Regions from separate parts of the Mus musculus genome. Here region 2 is linked to region 1. A link is a contact called in public Hi-C data. All regions are on one chromosome and are shown on one strand. The core of a region is the stretch at or near the end of the contact, and the rest is flanking DNA. Distances in the headings are between cores, read along the strand shown.

What was found. Hi-C and Micro-C count contacts between places; a contact is called where the count stands out from the background.
Region 2: a Hi-C map of cerebellum shows a contact between it and region 1, with 2.8 times the contacts expected there. The contact joins the enhancer-like site here to the promoter of 4930527A07Rik in region 1. A contact is called at or near these places in 6 of 484 Hi-C or Micro-C datasets (cerebellar granule neurons, cerebellum, cortical neurons and 2 more).

The regions. Positions count from the first base shown.
Region 1 is chr2:105,473,342-105,480,387 of GRCm38.p6, reverse strand. It overlaps 4930527A07Rik (RIKEN cDNA 4930527A07 gene), which reads right to left and starts at 3,945. Exons shown (of 3, transcript NR_166134.1): 1 at 3,533-3,945.
Region 2 is chr2:105,802,163-105,808,948 of GRCm38.p6, reverse strand. All of the region lies in intron 7 of Elp4 (elongator acetyltransferase complex subunit 4), which reads left to right. Among named protein-coding and RNA genes, the nearest start is that of Elp4, 99 kb to the left of the region's middle. Within about 2 kb of position 4,293, at least 8 of the 459 cell types and tissues checked have an H3K27ac peak or open chromatin away from gene starts, as enhancers often do. A contact at or near this core is called in cerebellar granule neurons and cerebellum, where this site is marked.

The DNA.
Region 1 (7,046 bases), core at 2,696-5,195:
TTGAAGCAAGTCAACATCATTTCTACTTGACAGAGGACACAAGCTGTACTTTCCCTCCTACAGCCAAATGACAACATGTCTTCCTGGTGTTTACGCCATCCAACTCAGATGAGCAGACACACAGAACAACTGGACCTAACTCAAAGCCAGGAGCCATTTCCCCTCTCTTCTGTTAATGTAGACTTTAATGCTCAGGCTCCATTGAATGAAATTCCATAAAGAGTCATAGGTAAAGTCGATGCTTCTCCGGGGAAGGGACCTTGTCATTGTCCCCTAATCTGTGGTTTCTGTGTAGTTCAAGGCAAGGGACAAATGGGAGACAATGATAAGACCAGCCCAGAAGCTGGTCAAGTAAGGCAGGGATCTCAAAGCAGCAGCGTCCTAGCCATTTTTTTTTTTTCAGTTGTCAATCTGACACAACTAGAGACACCTGGGAAGATGGAACCTTAATTAAAGAATTGCTTCTAGCAAACTGGCCTGTGGCTATGTCTTCGAGGACTTGATTAGTTCTTGATCGATGATTGACATGTGAAGGCCCAGCCTAATGTTAGGGGAACGACCCTTAGGCAGGTGAGCATTTAGAGCAAAGTGCAGCCAGTTAGCAGCACGCCTCCGTGGTTTCTACTTGAGCTTCTGCCCTGACTTCCCCTGCTGTTAGACTGCAGCCTATATGTAAGGCAAATAAACCTTCCCTCCCCAAGTTGTTTTCATTATGGTGTTTATCATGATAGGGAGCAAACTAGAACAATTTGTTCTAAGAACATCCTTGCTCGAGGCCAGGAATACAGGACGGGAATTCTGGTATTATCTCCCTGTGCCTCTTCTTAGAAGCTGTGACTATGGACCTGAAACTGAGGGGAGGAACCCAGATACCCTGTGACAGACTGAAACTCTTATCTCTCTTCCTGGACACCATGCCAACATCTGCTATAGTCTTTTACAAAGTCCCCAGATTAACAGCTCAATGGTAGCACCTTATTTCCTGAGAACTCTCTCCCACTGTGCAGGAATTCTGTTCTCTTCACCCCTGCCTCCATTCTCTCTTTAAGATCCTGTCCAATGAGCCTATAATAAACGGCTCTTAAAACTCACTTCATGTGGTCTGTGACTGTCATTCTTTGAAATCTCAAGAAAAGAACCTGAAAGTCACAAGCTTGGGCTGGTTTCGTTGGCTGTATCATTTCTGGGACCTCACTCCCTGAGCATAGAAAGCTGCCCTTTGCCATGCTCAGCCACACCCAAGTCTTCTCATGTCAACACATTGTTGGATCACAGCAATACTAAGGAAAGAGCAGCTTGGAAAGTATTTTGGGCCAGGGCTGTTGTGACATTAAAAACAAACAAACAAATAGAAAAGACTGTTGCTGTAAGAACAGCTTAGCTATCCATTTATCAGTAGCTACCTCATCTGTTTATCGGTCATATGAAATAAATGTCATTATCTGTGTTCTACAGATCGTAAGAGAGAAAGGAAAGACGAAGCACCTTGCCTGGTAGCAGGTTGGGGTGAGAACTGATGCTGCATCTGGTCCCAAGCCTGGTTCCTAACAGGATGCTGCGTTTGAACCCCACAGGTTGAGGGCTCAAGCCTCCTTTTTCCCTTTGCAAATGAGAAGACAGAAAGTCTCACAAGTTCCAGGGACTGTAGATTGGAGGAATTTTTGGGAAGATTAGAAAATGCCTAAAACAGTGTTTTTCAGCCTTCCTAATGCATTTTCTCATGTTATGGTGATACCTACCATAAAATTATTTTCGTTGCTACTTCATAACTGTAATTTTACTACTGTAATTGTAAATATATGTTATACATGATGCCTGATATGTGACCACTGTGAAAGGGTCATTTGACCCACAGGTTGAAAACCACTAGCCTAAAAGACCATGGTAAATAAGGGGACCAAGAGAAGGAAAGGGGGTGGTCTATGAGTGGGTGTGGCCTAAGACAGGGTGTGGTCTAAAAGTCTGTGTGGTTGGGTAGTGAGAAGGCTCAGTGAGTAAAGGTATCCAGCCAAGCCTGCCAACCCTACTACCCACGCGGTGAACGGGAAGGAGAGAACAGAGTTCCGAGCACTGTGCTTCAATTCTGATGTGTGTCCTGTGGGGTACACACACACACACACACACACAGAGAGAGAGAGAGAGAGAGAGAGAGAGAGAGAGAGAGAGAATAAATAAAACGTAATAAAAATTTTAAAGAGTGTCAGGGGAATGTTATGAATTAAATTCCCATGAAATTTGTAAGCGTGCAGTTAGGTTGGACTTTTTTGCAAGGTATATATTTAAATGACACACTCCTGGGCACTAAGACACAACAATGGAACATTATAGACAGGGGAGCTGAGGGCCCTCGAAGTGTCTGGGTGAAGGCTAAGCAATCCCACAGCAGAGAAGGAGGTGAGGGGACCAGAGCGTAGAATAGGGGAGAGCCAGCTTTGAAACCTTTGTGAGACTTGTATCTTCAAGTCTTCGCTGCAGCTAAGTATGGAGGTGGCCCAGCCACTTTGCTCATCTCGCTACATGCCGTATTCCTTCTGCTTTATGAAACATTAGTTAGTTTGCACCTCCCACCCCGTCTTAATGATTTGCAATGAGCCGTGATAGGCACACATACAACCCTGCAGTTTGAAATTCCCCACCAGGCAAATCTGAAATTATTCACATTTTTCTTGCAGATTTTTCATGAAGTGAGTGGCTGATGAAATAACTCTCAAATGGCTTTGCGTTTTCTGCTAAGGATCCTTCAATGGGTGCGTGCCTTCATGCCTCAGCTCCGCCAAGCCCTCCTCTTTCCTGTTTATGTTTATTTTGGAAGCCAAATGTGTTTACAAAATCAGTTAAAAAGTGTTAATGATCAGTTTCCAGCATACTAATGTGAATTTAAATTACTTTCACATGAATCAAGACAAATTAAAATTGCCATTTGATCACAAACTGTTTTAAATTCATATTATAAGTAGGTGCAACAAATCTGGATATATGCTTTTAAAAAAAAAAAAAGAGCAGTTTAAAAATAACCATTCTAGCTTGGCATGGTGACAGATGCTTATAATCCAAGCTCTCAGGAGGGGAGGTCGAGGCAGGGGGATCAGCAGTTCAGGGCTAGTCCACGAGACTCTGCCTCAAACTAAGCCAAATAAAAATTCACAATAAAAATAATATAACCATTCCAATGGCCTGAAGAAGCTCAGAGCAGGAAGTGTCTTCCCAGGAGGAATGATGTCAGTTTTTGGTCCCCTGTGTGGGAGAAGGTAGTGGGTGATAAGAGTCTGCTTCCTGGAGGCAAAATACTCCTGCACATAACTGTCAAGACTCAGTTATAGCTTTGAAGTACACATTAAAAAAACCCTTCTATTGATTCTTTGGTGAATCACACACACCAACCCCACTCATATCCCTGTCCCTTCTTATACACCCCCTGCCCTTGCATCCTCTCCCTCCCCCACCAAATATAGGATAGAATTTAAAAAAAAACAAACAAACTTGTCACAGCGTAGCCCACAGTACACCCTTCTGTCCACACATCTTTACTTACAAGTGTTCATTGCAAGGAGTCACTGCTCTGGTCGGAGGCATCTGGCTTCTGCTACATCATCAGTACTAGATCTTCATGGAGACTCCCCCTAGTCACCCTGTTATTATTGCCCTGTGTCATGGAGATCCTGCAGCTTTGGATCTGTAGGACTGGGCTTTTCACACCACCCAGCAGTTCATAGATGGGGTAGATGTTGGGGTGGGCTGACTCAAAGCCCTGAATCTGGGCCTGGTTGGTAGCTGAGTCGGTCAGCCCACCAGCTCTCCTGCACCAGTACCACCCTGTCGAGCTGTCTAGTACTGCCCCAGCTAGCTTGCCCTCGAATCACAGCTGGCAAGGGGCAGGGCCAACTGTCCCATGCGCATACCCTTGGCCAGCTCACCTGACCCTCACACCAGGGTCAGCTCTATTGTGTCACCCAGGCAAGGGGCGGGGCCAGTCTAGCACAGTGCCTCAGGAGCCCAGCCCAGGGACATCTGCATAGCCTTTGGTGATAACATGAACCTGAGGCACCAACACAGACCCTGGCTGTGATGGGACTCTAGATCCTGACATGGTCCCAGGCAGCAGCATGGACCCTGCTGTCACCATGGACTCAGGTGTCAGAGCAGGTCACTCAGATGAGCATGCCCCCCTACAGCACCAAGGCCCTCAGACATCCACATGATCTCCAGTGGCAGCCCAGACCACGGACATCAGCATGGCCTTTGGTGATAACTCAGACCCCAGCTGCCACAGGAGCACAGATCCAAACATGGCCCTTTGCCAAAGTCCAAGCCAAGGCATCACCATGTCCTCAGGCCGTTGTGCAGGTTCCTAAAGCTGCCTGTTGCCCACCACTGTCGTCTCCAGTTCCACCTTTCTCCAGAGTACACAACCCCCTCAGCTCTACTTTCTCTACCCTTTCTCCATTGTCTCTTTCCTATCTCTCTGTCGCACATTCTCCCATTGTGGTGGTTCCCAAGTTGAGTACTTGGGTATCTTTCTTCGGGCCGTCCATATCTGCACAATGAAAGTATGAATAAAATCAGCTGGGTGGATTACAAAATGTAACTCAAGGTTTGACTCAAAGCTCTGGACCTGGGCCTGGTTGATTGCTTTTACTCCATTTCAGTGTTAAATCTCTCTCTCTCTCTCTCTCTCTCTCTCTCTCTCTCTGGAGTTCATGCTCATATAGAGTAGAAAATGGAGGCTCTGTCAGGATTTCCTTCCCCCTTGTGTCCTCCTTCCTGCTTTTGGTGAAGCTGCTCCTGGGATTAGGGGTTGGCTGTAAGTCTGCACTTTGCAGAATGACACATCAGTACCCCAGAGAGTTCAAGAGTTCTAGGGTTCTAGAGAGAAGAAAACTATACTGGAGTTGATGGAGAAAAGAAAGCTGGCTTTCCCATCAGACAAGACATGGCCCCCTCATCCACAACTGTTCCACTCTTGTTCAAAATGAACGCTGGAGTTTGTCTGAAGAAAGTCTCCAGGGAGTAACTTTTTAAGAGTGGTATGTTAAAACCATCTCTTAATAAGACAAAGAAAGGAGTTAGCAAAGGGTAAGGCTGCCGTTCTGCATCCAGCTCTGTAAAGAAGTACCCGCCCCGAACTAAGGCAAACAGGAGTACAAGCCATGCCTGTGTCAGACACCATACAACTCTGGGTTCTCCGAGCCAGTTTCAAAGTGCCAGTGTCTCTGCTTTATAATATGTCTATGTCAGGGGTTTGGGTCACAGTCACAGGAGCACATAGAAGTGGACGAGATTTAACCCTGACGATGCCCAGTGCTTTGAACATCCTCTTTCATGGCGACCAAAGGTTCTTTTGCTCTTGGCTATGCAGAGCAGAATCTGATGAGACGTTTGTGAGCAACTTTAAGAACATCCAAGTACATACCTTCAAGGAGAAACAAAGAGTAGTTTCAGAAGTCGAGAGGTTTGACAGTTTGGGGAAAATAACATCCGTGGAGCCTGGAAGGTAAGTCTGAGGGGAGACTCTGGAGTAAACCGGAAGGGAAGGCTCTTCTTTTTAAAAAATTCTGGCACCCAGGACTTGACTCAGTAGCCTGCTCATCGTCTAGACATCAGGCAGGAAAGAGCCAACCAAACCCCAAGTGCCATAAAATGCCACTTCTCAACTCTGATGCAGGACAGTTCAAAGGGAGCTAGATGGCTTTGAATTTGAGTTCCCTTGGACAAGACCCAGTTCTGCTCTGAACCTTATGCCTCTTTAGAGGTTGAGGTTACCCTTCTAATCATGAGTTTAATTCACTTGGAAGGGCATCTCAAGGATGCTTATCTTCCAAGGACTGGAATCCATATTTGGGCAAATTTGTGACACATTGTAGGTGCTTAATAAGTAGCAGCTGTTACTGTTAGAATCTATAATCACCACATCCCTTTGAAAGAATGTCTGATCAGGAGCCCTTTGAGTGTGAAATCTGGCCTACACTATATTAGATAGGTTGTGTATTTTAGAGATAAAGCAGGAAAGAATGACCAAGAGTGCTGGAGAGGTCAAGGACAGGTCACATGTGGGGCCCTAAGCATGGGAGGAAGTGTCTTCTTAAACTGTGTCACCCTTCTTTGAAAAAAAGATTGTGCATCCAAGATAAATGGAAAAGGGGAACAGAGAGCATGGGAGGCACTCAGAAATGCCCCATAGTGGAAACATCTAGGCGCATTGTCATGATTGGGCTCCTGACCTTGTTTCCTGGGTTGTCATTGGAAAAGAGAAGTCTTGACCAAGTCATTGAACCTCCTTTCCGTTCTATTTCCTTGTCATAAATGGGTGGTAGAGAGCATCAGACAGAGAGCCAGAGAGGTTTACTGTGTCTTTTGAGATTTTCAAGTTAATAAGGATCTACTGGTGTGACCTTTGATGGCTCTTGGCAGGGAAAGTGCAAAGGAAGAGCTCACCTCTCTGTCTTCCTTACTCCTTCCTGGCGTGCATACACATGGAGACGCACGGAGACGTATACACACTGAAGAATGGCTTTTTTGAAAGTAAAAGCCACGCTAAGGCAGAAGGAGCATACCTGTGCTTCGAGAATCAGTAGGGGCCTTTCCATGAGGACTGGCTGCTTCTCCATGTTCTCTAACAAGCCCCCCTGGATTACTGTTTAATCCTTGCTCAGGCTCTGAGGTGACTAGATAAGTCACTAACAAGTGGATACTCGGTTCTGTCATGTATATATTTACTGAGCCATACAAATAATAGACACTCATAATTCACTTCATCCCTCACGATCTCCACCTCTATTCCCCAGACGTTTCTGGAGCTTCCATCACATGCTAGGTCGCGACACTGACTTTTATTGCTGACTGCTCGTGCTAGTCAGAAATCATTGTTGGTTCATAAATAGCACCATTGTGATTTTTTTCCTCTCATTGAAAAGTTATTTCAATTTAATCTAAATTTTCCACCACTAGGAAGTAGTTAAATAAATCACCCTCCATCCGCCCGATGCAATTACACAACCATTTAGAATCATGATTTTGAAAGCTGTTCAAGCAATACACAGGAAATAAGC
Region 2 (6,786 bases), core at 3,044-5,543, 330 kb before region 1:
TTGATCTTGGCCTCTCTTAAGACTTTTTCCTATTTACTTCTAAATATTTTGTACCTTTTTTCTTGTATAAATGAGTCAATACCTCCTTTAATTTTTACACAATTTTAATTTGTGTTTGTAAACACCTTCTGGTTTCTAGCATTCTACCTATTCATTAAGTAAACATGTAATAAAATTTATGGTTCTCTTTTTACAATGTCATTCAGACTAATCCTTGTGGCAGTCCTCCCATTTACTGAATTATAGAAGTCAGCCATTGTGAGCAGCAGCAGTTGTATAGTATAGACGATGATAGTATTCTTTGCCAAAGGACATTATCATCTCAAAGATGTGATTTCATGCAAGCTTAAATATCTCTTCTATTAGTGTCCTATAGGAAGGCAAGGCCACACCTTTATACTTCACGGGGCATTATAATAATGTAATATCAATGTGAGCAAAAACTTCTCTGTTCAGTGTCTGACTTTTCTATAGATGATCAGTAAATGTGAGTTGAATGAATATTGATTCTCACTTTGAAAATTATTTCTAATCTCTAATTGTTGAAGCTACACATGTGTTTTTGTTCTAGTATACCTAGACCACCCTACCAAATAATAGATATGTTAAAATATCATTGAATTACATTAGTATATATAATAATGCAACATATCCCAAACTTATGACTGAAAATTGAGGCATAAATAACAAGAGAATTTCTACTCATTGGTGAGTAGAATTTATTTTTAATAATCATGATACATTAACTCAGGTTTTCTTCACAGGCTTGTAACAAGTCATTCTTAAATATAAGTTTATGTTTTTATTATGTTAATAACAAAAATATGTCATTTTATGTTATTCTCAAAATGATATTAAATCTATATAAATATTATAGGAAAACTTCTTTTTGTAACAGTGTTAGACATGCTAAACATGCTTATAATGTTTTCATTGTTCATCATGTTAATGTAAAATAAATACTTCAATGGTAGCGTCGTTCCTCATGGTGAGCTTGATGATTTGATGGTAGATCCGAAGCTACAGGGAAAAGTTCCATTGTGTCGTGTCTGCATCTGCTTCTAAAGCCCTGGCATCTCAGAGCCTTATGTCAGGGGGTCTTTACCACAACCCTGGGAGACGATTATTTCTAATCTCTGCTTCCCAAGGTGGTCCAATCAGTAAGTGGCAAGGCTTATGTTTCTCCTTAGATTCTAGCCCCTTCCATCTTTATAGTTATATCACAGAGCTCCTCAGCCGTCACAAAAACTCTGCAAATTAGCTCTTGATTAACACTGCTATTATTTAGTATTTTTAAAGAGAAAATCATCATTGCAAAGTCCTTGTCACATTAGAGTATGTGAAAGATTAGGCAAAAAGTTCCATTCTTGACAAATGACAAATATATGGATGTATGCTTTCTTCTGCAAAATTGCAAGTAAAGAAAAACAGTTGTAAAATAACAACTTGAGTATGTAATTTTATATTTATTTTAAAAGTGAATAAAAATTAATGAAAAACAAAACAGAGACCACTCAAAGCTGTATTGTAAGTGATTGTTCCTTTAAACTGGTCCTAGCCACTGTGATGTCTCTGACAGATTCCCCTTCCTTACATTTCAAGGAACAACAATGATCCTCTCAAGTGCTATCAGGTCATCCCCTCTACAGCACAATTTAGATGGTTGAATGGCAAGGTCTTGGAGCCAAGGTTTAGAGCCTTTCTACACAATATTGTTTAAACTTATGCTTTTTATTGTATCAAGAGAGACCACTTTGAAATAAAAATAGCAAGATTTAAATCAGACAGATGGCTTGTTTAAAGTTAAGCAGCATGATTGTGTTCTCAGAATGGAAAGTGTTGTTAGTAAACCCACTAGCCACCTTCTAATAGGGTAGTGAAGCCCACTTGTGATCCTAGCCCTGGTGAGGAGGAGACAAATGGTTCCTCAGAACTTGCTGCAAGCTCCAGGTCTCAGCAAGAGACCCTGTCTCAAAAAACACAGTGGATGGTAGTGGTGCTTACAGAGTAAGTGCCAAAATTGACCTCTGGCCTCTGCACAGACATGCATGAGGCAGTCATGCTCACATACACGCCTATTTAGAAACATGAATATACAAAACAGAGAGACTGAGTTTGTTTCATAGTATGTGTGTACTGATAACTGTAGGCAGATGTAGTCCTAAACTCTCCCTAGATAGTAACTCATGTAACCCTTAGACTAGGTGCTGATGCTGTTATCTTCTCTCAGGTTACACAGCAGACAGTAGGCCTGAGTAGTGCCTCTAGTTGCTGCACTCTCAGCCACCATGCTATGCTGCTTATTCCATAGAAATACTGGCATAGAATCAAAGTAGGGAGAGCGTGAGAACAAAGCAGCATCTGATGATAAAAAGAAAGTGTGCCTTTGGAGGCTGGGATGCTTGATAAATTACTCGGTCTCAATTAGCTTTCTCGGTCTTAGACTCTTCATCTATAAAAAATGAAACAAAAATTAATCAATTCAGAGGATGAAAAATACACACAGTAGGCATTCAGTATGTGTTAGCAGTCATCATCAATGCTGGACACACAGTAGGCATTCGGTATGTGTTAGCAGTCATCGTCAGTGCTGGGTTTTACTTCAGAGGCCCTCAGAATTGATAATCAGAAGAGAGAGATCTGTCAGAAATGAAAATGTTTGGTGTGTTACTGCAGTAGAAGAACTGAGAGCAGATAAGAGGGAAACGCCTGTGTGGCATGCTAGACAGTCTGGCCACCACTCCTTACAGCAGAAGGAGAATAGAGCTCTTCAGTTACCTGACCCTTCTCATGAAGAACACCTAGCAATGTTTTCTCCTGGATTGGGCTAAAGGCAGACCAGGAAGCACAGATACGTGCTTATTTTCTAGCAGCATAAACTTCACAAGACTCACAACAGTTTTCCTACCATGACCAGAACTATTTCTGGAGTCTCTAAGTCAGAGTTTAAATGGTGATTGTGTGACTAGGACAGTTTTGCACACTCGCTGCCTCATTCACTCATTCATTCATTCATTCATTCATTCATTCATTCAAATACCGGAAGCATCGTGATAGGTATCTATGGATAAAACATAACAAAGTCACCACCTCAGGGATGTTGAAGATAGGATAAAATAAAACAAAAACAGTATGAATGCTGGTGGTTTGGGTTTGGGGTTTATTTGTTTAATGTTTGTTAGTTTTGTTTTGTTTCGTTGGTAGTGGTAAGGGTTTTGTTAGTTATTGTTATACTGGGTGTTTTGAAGGTTTTTTTTTTTTTTTTTTTTGGTCTGGTGTGGGAAGTGTGTGTGTGTTATGTGTTGGATATTTGAGCTTTGGTGTTAATAATTGTTTCTGTTAGGGAAAAAAATGTTATTTCATATCCTTGGAATTTTTGTCATATAATTAACCATCTTTAAATTAGCACAAGACTAAGGGTATATAAAATATTTTCATCTCTTGGAGTAGTGAAACAGCCAATCAGTGCTCTTGTCTCAGTTATTAGCATTCTGTCAGACTTGTACAGTAATGATTAGTTACCCTTTATTGTACTTTTGGCATGCTTCCCATGTTTAATTTCATTGTAGGGAAGGAACACATAGTTAAGGAAATTGCAAAAGAGGGGGAGAAGTTAAAATAGGGAAAATAATAGATTCAAAACTGATTTCAACTTATTGTTGTAATGATACTTATAAGCAGAGTGAACAAAGGTGATTTTTAAAGTTTCTATTTGAATTATTTTGTGTTCTTACATAAAGTCTTACAACTTTAAACTTGAAATGTTTTATTTGATTTGATTTAAGGTTATTTCTATAATAATACAATAGAAGCTGACAAGTGTGCTTTGAAGTCAATGTATAAAAATAAGTTCTAAATACCTGTTTAAAAGGACTGAAACTATTTAGGAGGCATATTATGAATGTCTTCAGACAGACATGTAGTTTTAAGTAGTTTTCCCTATAAAATTGTAGTATTATTACTCATAACTCTTATACTAGAATATAGTTTAGTATCTGTCCCAAGACCCTGTCTTAAAATATATGTGAAGATGGCTCCATTGAGTGTGGTTCTTTTCCACACTGAACTATGAGTGTGACTAGGGGCAGAGCCACCGTAGTGCCCTCTCTCCCAGCGTTACTTAGTTCCCACATCCCTGCTGAGTAGTTGTTCCACTCGCCAAGAAGCCTGTTAAAGAGCCCCTGAGAGCATGTGTACAGCCCTCCACGTTAATAGTTAATTGGTGAGGATGGCAAGATGAGAGGACAGCCGAGCATGTGGTCTCACAGACTCGGGAAGTAGACAGGCCTCGGCGATAATAACAGCAGATGCTCAGGTTCTCACAGCATAACTGTCCCGACTCTTGTTGAGGCGATGTTATCATGAACTGGAAAAAAAAAAAAAAGCTTATATCTAAGAAAAGGAACTAAGCCCTCTTAACTAAGCCCTCTTCTATTCTTCTACATGTTATATTATACGAAGACTTTAAATCTTTATGTATAAATCTCTATGTGAGTGGTTATTATCCTCTGAGTACAAGGAGCACTCCTCCGGCCCTGCTTACTCTTGGGAATGAGTGACTATCCCATGCCATGCCTTTAGCAACATTATTTTTGGCATAGTGAGCATAAAGTATTGTAAAATGGGACATTTTAATTTCTATATCTAGTCAGCTATAACACCATCATTTCTTTCTGATCTGTAAGTAGCATTTGTCTTAACTATTGGTGAGATTTGTTATCTATCTCAAAATTATGTAAACATTTTATACTTTTTTTTTTAATCCCAGTGATAGTGTGTGCTTGTAAAAAAATGAGAATCAGTAATATTTCTTTCTGGAAATAAAAGCTTAGTTTTGTGCCTAAATACAGTTTTGTTAGCAAAATGAAAAGAAAATATATTTTCTATTACTTGTATACTTCTCATACAACCCATGATAACTTATCCTTGATTTGTATTTTTAAATAGATTAAAAACACTTTTACCTAAAACTGTCAGGAAGTAAACACTTGGTATTAAAATGGAAGGTTATTCTCCTATACCCTTTTCATAGTTTTTTTTTCAAAGAATATTTACTCTCTCTCTTTTTTACTGCAATTTTTTTATCAGTGTTTCATAATCTACACTCTCTAGGGGACTTTTCAACACAGACAACGTAAAATGTTTCTTTCCCTGTGATAATGCGGGAAGGAAAATCTCCTGCATTTGCTTAAGAACATCAGTCAGTGCCTGCGTTGGTTAACCTTTCTCAGATCAGATTTCAAACGTGAAACTAGACTGCAGCATGTCTTTATTTATTGTCATTGGCAGTTGGTGACTTGATATTTGTAGTCAGTATCTTTATCACATAGTTACTGTCTTCGAATGATAACAGTTTTTACCCCAGTTCTTCATTGGATAAAACTCACCCATGCTATTTGGCAAATACTAAAGAAAGTGTTATTTCCTGATTTTAAAAAGGGAACAAAGAACCCTATCTCTTAAAAACTAAAGAGGTTTACATTTTTATCTTAATTAAAAACTTTTAAAATTAGTTGATAATGTTAATATGCTAGAGCTTTGAAGCTACTGAAGTGAATAATGCAAAACATTTGTCTGGAGAGAAATGTTTCCATCTGGTAACACCGCATTTATTCAATGCCAGAATATTACCAGCTATACCAAGTAAAGCCATGGCTGCCTTTACAAATCATTTATAAGTATCTTGTAAGTGGACTCCAATGGACTTCTAAATTTATCTTTTATTCTTAAATAAATAAGAAAGTATTCTTATTCTTAAAGAACTGTTGCCATGGAAGAGGTCTCTGCTAAGTCTGACAGTTTGAGTTTGGTGTCCAGAATCCACCTGCATGGAAAATGAGAACCAACTCCTGCCAAGTGACCTCTGACCTCCACATGCATAGCGTGTCACACGCATTATAAACACATACACATAGATAGATACATACATACATACACACATACATACATACATACATACATACATACACACATACATAGATACATACATAGAGTCTAATTTAAAGAGTTAAATATAATTGATGAATAATCAAGCTTTTAACTATAAAATTTTCAGTAATATTTTCCTGTAACTGTTGTGATAATCTAATTATTAGAACTGACTTATATATCTTAAACTATTTTATCTTATTTCTTAAAGTATTTAAAGTGGCTTTTTAAAGGGATACTGGACAGGTGGCTAACTGGTTAAGAGCACAGACTGCTCTTAGGACCTGAGTTTGGTTCCCACCACCCGTGTCAGGCAGCTCAGAATTGTCTATAACTCCAGCTCCAGGAGGATCTGATACCCCTGGTGTTCACACACACCTGCACACACATGCATATGCCCACACGTAGATACACATAGTTTTCATTGATCTTTAAAACTGTACCTTAATAAGGAAAATAATTAAGTATGAAAATTATAGCTATAGCCTCCATTAATCATAACTATCCATTATTAATAAATAGAGCTAAATAGTCTAGGTATCATTTTTTTCATGATTACTCTCTTACTCGAGATATTTTCATCAATTACAACCAACTTGTCATTGTTTTAGATCTTAATTAGTCTAAAAGTGATTGTAAGAAAATGACACATTTACAAGGTTTATAAGTTTTTTTTTCAAATGAACTGAATTATATTCAATTCATTTAAATTGTATGCTGCATGTGTCAAATTCTTGTGACTTTATGTAAATTTAGTAAGCTGTAGTTATAATTTATTTTTTTTAAATAGCAAGTAATAGAATTGTTCCAATCCTCTTCCTCTAAAGTGGGATTCGTATAGTTCCCAATTGTTTTCTG